Regions from separate parts of the Zea mays genome. Here region 1 is linked to region 2. Evidence: chromatin contacts called from public Hi-C data. All regions are on one chromosome and are shown on one strand. Each heading gives the region's core, a stretch centred on a gene start, on an enhancer-like site or on the middle of the called end of the contact. The rest is flanking DNA. Distances are from core to core; before and after follow the strand shown.

Region 1 (3,514 bases), core at 768-3,267, 89 kb after region 2:
GACACACCAGGAGGTAATTGAGTTTATAATTGAGCATATTATTCATAGATTCGGCATTCCCCAGACCTTGACTACAGATTAAGGAACTTCTTTTATGTCAAAAGAGGTACGTGAATTTGCTGAATTATATAGAATTAAGTTGCTTAATTCATCTCCATATTATGCTCAGGCCAATGGACAAGACGAGTCTAGTAATAGGGCATTGATTAACTTGATAAAAAAAGATATCCGATAATCCTAAGCATTGGCATAAGATTTTGTCCGAAACTTTATGGGCTCACAGAATATCTAAACATAGTGCTACTAAAGTATCTCCTTTTGAGCTTGTCTATGGGCAGTAAGTAGTGTTGCCTGTGGAAATAAGTTTAAATGCTGTCAGGTTCGCTAGGCAAAATGATCTAACTGTCAATGATTATTATAATTCAATGATGGATAATATTGATGAGGTGACCGACAAGAGGGTGATAGCTTTGTGAGCAATAGAAAAGGACAAGATCATGGTAGCCAGGGCCTACAACAAGAAGGTCAAAGCAAAGTCATTTTAAGTAGGGGATCTGGTGTGGAAGACCATCCTGCCGCTAAGGAACAAAGACAAAAAGTTTGGGAAGTGGTCGCTAAGCTGGGAGGGTCCTTATAAAGTAAAACAGGTAATGTCTGGTAATGCCTATTTACTACAAACATTACAAGGCAAGGATTTACCTAAGGCTTTGAATGGACGTTTTCTCAAGCAGTACCATCCTAGTATGTGGCAAGATGCTTAAGAAAACCGATGTAATCACATCGAGTTAAATGCTTTTGGTTTGCTCAGCTCCACCAAAACGCAGGGGGCATATGTTGGGCACCAAAATGAGAAGGCCGGACGGTCCGGCCCTGGGGCCAGACGGTCCACGGTCCGGACAGTCCGCGTCTGTGGGCCGGACGGTCCGCATAGGCGCAGAACAGATTAGTGTTCCGAGTTTCTTGCTATGTTTGCTGGCGAGAATCTCGGGATAAACTCAAAAATTTGTTTGTAAGGGGTCCAGCCCCCTCCTCTATAAATAGAGAGCTAAACGGTCGATTTGATAAACGAATCGAACCTTCAATCAATACAATTTACATTTTATCCTAGGAGTAGTTCTAGTCTAGTTTAGGTTTAGTCTTCCAATCCTCAAATCCTCTGCTTCTCTTTGACTCTACGTCGATTAGAGGAGTTTAGGTCGGTCTACCCGAGCCTATACAACTCCTAGGATCTCTTCTCTCCGACGGGGTCCCTCCCGGGAGCGAGATCTAGGCGCCGCCGGCGATCCTCCGCCGCCCTTGCGCACGCGCGGACCGTCCGGCCCTAGGGTGCGGACGGTCCGGCCATTAGGTAGGGAACCCTAGCCCCTGCGCCAGGTCGCGGACCGTCCGCGCCTGACCAGAGAGCACCGTCACGGTTCTTATTGAGTATTTGGTGCTCCGAAAAGGCGTCAACACCACCCTTTCCACCGATAGAATTGTTGTAACATATATTTTTTTTTCATTTTTTCTAAACTGATTGACGAAGCTAATCTGTACACGGAATGAAGAAAGGTCAAAGGTGGAACTAAAAAAGTAGTTTTTTATATCTTTGTTCTCTCTTAGGCTAATCACAGTGGCTATTTCACTACACTATTTCATACACTAACATATTAATTGAATGATGCAACTAAATAGTCAATACAAATCAGTAAAATATATGAAGATGAAATAAACCACTTTTAATAGATCTTTCACATGATTTCCAAGACCTTGAAAACTAGTTGACATAGTTTCATCCTCATAAAATCAATTTTATTCCACAAAACTCATTTACCTTTAATATTATACTATTAAATATGTATGAAACCATAATGAAACTACCATTGTGAATAAACTTAGCAGTTGCAGAGACACAGCTCGGATACTCCGAACACGTGCCTGGGCTTCAGCCTGCAAGGGCCCAGTATGTATGGTCCAACTCTCCAATCCTCGGCCCAGCAGCCATCGTTTCCAGCTTGCGAAGGCACGAAACAGGAAGCGGGCAAGCAACGAGTGCCGCTGCTCTGACCAACTGCGTGCCTGCTCCGCCGTAGAGCTCAGCCGTTCTGGACTGCCACGTCAGCCACACGCCCCGCGTCGGCCAGGGCCAGCTGCCCAGCCGCGCCTCTGTCGCAGCCCCTACTTCGTACCGCCCAAGTCACAACCGAAGTGAGTTGTTGTCAATTTATGGTTTCTCAACTGTTAATTGTTTTTTTATAGTACGTATATAATAGTATATAATCGTTGATTGAACATTTGGTTTAATGTAAGTATTGAGTATCAACGTATTGTGATTTTTTTATTGTTAGCGATGAGGAGACATTTGATAGTAGAATATAGTATTGAAATTTATTAATCTATATTGAATAGAGACTTAGATGAAATCTAGAAATTTAAATCGGTGTCCAAGCTCCGGTCTTGGGCTTACTCCGCCACTGTCTCTTAGTCATGCATGAAATTGTCGTTAAAGCTATTTTATTAAACAAAATTTCTAAAATAGCTCAGCTTCACTGATAAAGCTGTACTCACAAAACTGGTTTAAACATAGCTTCAACAATGAAGCTGAGTTGTGCTAAATATGAGTTAATTTTTTCTGTGTCCTCTAAAGGAAACAGGTGACGCCTAAAAAGGGCGGGTGAATTAAGAGTTTTAAAACTTTCTCTAAACAAGGGCATAATTAAATTTATAAAGCAAAACATATGTAAATAATCAAACTAGAATGTGCAAACTATGTTTTGTCTAAGTGTTGTTATCTCTACCGTAATGTCTAAGTTTCAATACAAAGCAATCTAATTATAAAGACAAAATTACAACTTAAATGCTTAATATAAATGCGGAAGCTAAAGAGCAAGGTAGAGATGCAAACTCTCGTGGATGACGCCGGTATTTTTACCGAGGTATCCGGAACCACGCAAGGTCCCGACTAATCCTCGTTGGTGCTCCTACGCAAAGGGAAGCCCACACGAGAGCCAAGCATCTCGGTCGAGTAACTCCGTAGAGAGCCGCGGGCCTTCTCCACGCGTAAGTGGTGCTCCGCTTATGGCTCCTCTCGGACGCTCCCCGCCGTCTCCACTAACAAGTTTCCGGGCAAAACGCTGCGGGCCTCGTTCCCTCTGGTGCACGTTGGTGACCGTGACACAAATGCGGTTGTCACTGTCTCGCAAGACTCTCGCCCCACTCAGTACAATTTCAACGGCTCGCGCAAGTGAGAGCACCTAGAGGGGGGGTGAATAGGTGATCCTGTGAAAACTTAAACTTAAAGCCACAAAAACTTGATTAAGCGTTAGCACAATAAGGCCAAGTGGCAAGAGAGGAATTCTTGCAAAACACAATAACCACAAGAGGATCAAGACAAATAGACACAGTGGTTTATCCCGTGGTTCGGCCAAGTACAAAACTTGCCTACTCCACGTTGTGGCGTCCCAATGGACGAGGGTTGCAATCAACCCCTCTCAAGCGGTCCAAAGACCCACTTGAATACCACAGTGTTTTGCTT
Region 2 (3,324 bases), core at 482-2,981:
CGTCTACAAAATTCAAGGCCAGCGAGCGCTGTAACTCTAGCTCCGCGACTCGTAAGAGTAAGTTTCAGCCGTGCTGAACTGGAAGCAGTATATATAGGCTAAGGCGGGCAGCAAGATTGCAGCCAACGGTAAGGCTTGGCGTGAACTTGCATAGGTGTCTTTCCCCATCAGCAGTAGCACCCAGGGGAGCCAAGGCAATGGATAGGCCGGCCAGGAGGCACTAGGAAGCTAGCTAGCTGGGTCTGGGCGTGTGAGTGTGTTGTTAACAGTGGTGGCTTTCCGGGAATCAGAGGGGCACTAGCTGGTATAGCACCAGATCTTGTCTGCCTGATCATGGGTGTAAAGCAGGATAAGGGAGGCTTAGCAGCACACATGCAGCAGCAAGAGATGGATTAGAAAAGGGAGATCAGGCACTGAATTATTTGCTAGTGTTGCACTCTTTTTGCAGGCCATGTGGCATGTGGGGGAGGCTGTATCTTTGACCTCTGCCACTCCTTGCCATACCGTGTGGTTCATGGCAACTGAATTATTTGTGAACTTTGGGGGGTCAAACTCTGGTCCAGCCAGCCAACTCAACTCGTGGGCATGGTCTGCCCAAGGGAAAGCATATATGATAGTGAGTTTGACTTCCAAAAATCCGGTTTCTTTCCAGATTGCAATTATTGTACACTCGCAGGTACTAGTAGATTAATTAACATCTTGACTACTATTACTACTGACTAAAACAAATTAAAGCATACATATGATAAATGCAACTCTGTCTGTGACACTAGTGCCTTCTTGTATCACTTATAGGAAACATCCTTCAACTTGATAGACCTTCAACTTGACAAAAAGACGGGAGCTGTGTGTGTGTGTGAGAGAGAGAGAGAAACCATGGTCCAAGAAAGTTGAGTTTGACTAGTATGACAGCTGACAGTAACACTAACACACACCAACCAATCTTGTAGAGAATCGTATCCTCGATCTTGGAGCAATCATGAGGCAGTAACATACCAAGACAATGAAGCATGTGAGCACGATCGATGGTGAAGCTGACAAAGCAACTAATTACCACTCACAAACCACGTCGCATTTTTGCATATGCTGATTGGCTGCTTCTGATCCCTTCCACTTCGAACAGTGAGCAGAGCTCGCAACTCCGACCCACAAGCTTTGCCTGCTTTCGAGGATGCATGGCGCGCCCCAGGTCAGCTGCCTCCAACGATGATTGTCTCGTTAGTTGCATTTCCTGGAATGTCTAATCTTGCTAAACTGCAGGTTCAGAGTCTTATGTTTTCTTTCTGTCTTAGTTTTCTCACGAAAAGATCGTTTTCATATGTGACTGTCTCCACTATCCAGGAAGCAAAAGAATGTTCTGCCACAGGCACACTGGGAGTCTGGGACGATTCTGATTGTTGACAAGTATAAAAGTGAATTAGCCATAAGTGCACCCTTTTTTTTATTCCATCGACTTAAGCTACATGCAATTCAATAGGGTATCACAGGGCCAGAGTTCTCAAGCTTGAATCCTGATGAGCCAAATTAAATTAAATAATTACAGCCGACTTCTATTTCTATGTTTGAGGCCTGAGGGAGGGAACACATGTGGGAAGTATAGGCTAATTCGACACCTCTGTCTCTTTGCGTAAGCTTTGGCTCGATAGCTGAAAAGGCAGCCACGTGCAGAAATCAGAACGTGGATTAAGAAAGGGACGGAAAGCAAAAATAGGCGAATTGACAAGCAGAATGATAACGGACATCCATTCTGGGATAGTGGGACTTCGTTCGCAGAAGTTCATAAGGAACAATAGGATAAGCATAGGGCCTAGCTTTATCAGGTTTCCGCAAAAGCTTATAAGGAACAATGTTTTTCGAAGCGAAAACAAGAAACACAGACTTTTTCTTCTTCTTCTTCTTCTTCTTCTTCAAAAACGCTTAAGATAATGAGATAATTATGCTTAAAGCCTTGTTTAGATGCCCATGTATCTACTTCAACGTATGTGTGTTGTAGTGGTTGGATTAAGGCATATATATGGGTATCCAAGCAGGCTCTAAGCGAGCAAGACGATGGCCACGTTTTGACGAGCTGTTTACTTCCCTGCCTACCCAAATTTGAGTTGCAACAGATTTGTGCAACAACACTGTAGCTTTTTAATCCCAAAAAAAAGCCTGTAACACGTTCTAAAGAAAGGGCAAACCAGATAAGTATGCCCAGTAGCTTACCAGATGCATGTCCCAATGCGATCCATATAATCCTTCAAATATCTCGATAAAAAAAATTATGCACTGATCGTGGCAAATATATGTCTCATGTAGGAGTAGTATATATACACACTTATTATAAAAAAGGTTATCCTTCCAGTATTCTGGCATGGCCAACAGTGCGTAGCAAATGGAGAAGAATGGAAGCGCACCACTGAGTGGATAAGAAGATGGTCCACCACACACTCAAAACTTGATCCAAAATGTAGCGGGGGAGGAAACCAATATTGAATGAAATGAATAATGACTGCCATGAAAGTTTAAACAAAGCATAAAAAAAGGAACCAAAACATCGAAGGACCTTCACTTGCTTGATCTAGCGTTCCCGTACTGCGCAAAGACAGTTCTGTTTTCTACACTTGAACGCGCCGGTTTTTGTATGGATTAAAAAAAACCTGTGTGGGATAAACAAAGTAGGAGAAAAGTTATTCCACTCGTCGATACATCATACATATAGAAGAACCACCTGCTTTTGTTGAGCATTCAAGGTTGAGGCCAGATAGCGATGAATATGATCTTTGGTGCACCCTGAGCTTCTATTCCTATCCGATCGAAAGCAACTTCACCTTTTTTTTTTTCAACCAATGGCATATGAGGATCTCACCGTGGACATATTGTGCGGAGTCAACTATGACTTAGGGGTGCTTGAATACACTGTAGCTAATAGTTAGGATATATTTGAATACACTAGAGATAATAGTTAGTGGCTAAAATTAGCTAAAGACATCTAAACACCCTAACTAATATTTCATCTATTAGCTATTTTTAGTAAATTAGTTGTTAGTTAGCTAGCTAATTCTACTAGTAAATTTTTAACTCTAGTGCATTTAAATACCCTCTTAGTTAGCTACATGACTACACGACTCTAGCTACATGACTCTAGCTTACCCAAAAAAACAACAACAACACTAGCTTATAAAAAACAACAGATACAATCCACCTTTTGTGCCACCAAGATGCTATACACATTTGTGAAAAGGGGAAAACAAAATGACTTGTTTTTGGGTATACACATAAATAAACCTTAAATTTGTTCAAACCCACTTGCTATGCATTTCTGAAAGAAGAGCAAGGCCAGCA

The links. A called contact is a pair of places that touch in the nucleus more often than the background predicts.
Region 1: a contact with region 2 is called in a Hi-C map of tassel, with 2.3 times the contacts expected there. The contact joins the enhancer-like site here to the promoter of LOC103627257 in region 2. A contact is called at or near these places in 5 of 25 Hi-C or Micro-C datasets (ear, leaf and tassel).

What each region holds. Positions count from the first base shown.
Region 1 is chr5:173,842,929-173,846,442 of Zm-B73-REFERENCE-NAM-5.0, forward strand. No RefSeq gene overlaps it. Among protein-coding and RNA genes, the nearest start is that of LOC100280896, 43 kb to the right of the region's middle. Within about 2 kb of position 2,018, at least 17 of the 20 cell types and tissues checked have an H3K27ac peak or open chromatin away from gene starts, as enhancers often do. A contact at or near this core is called in ear, leaf and tassel, where this site is marked.
Region 2 is chr5:173,753,985-173,757,308 of Zm-B73-REFERENCE-NAM-5.0, forward strand. It overlaps LOC103627257 (RING-H2 finger protein ATL72), which reads right to left and starts at 1,732. Exons shown (of 1, transcript XM_008647543.4): 1 at 1-1,732.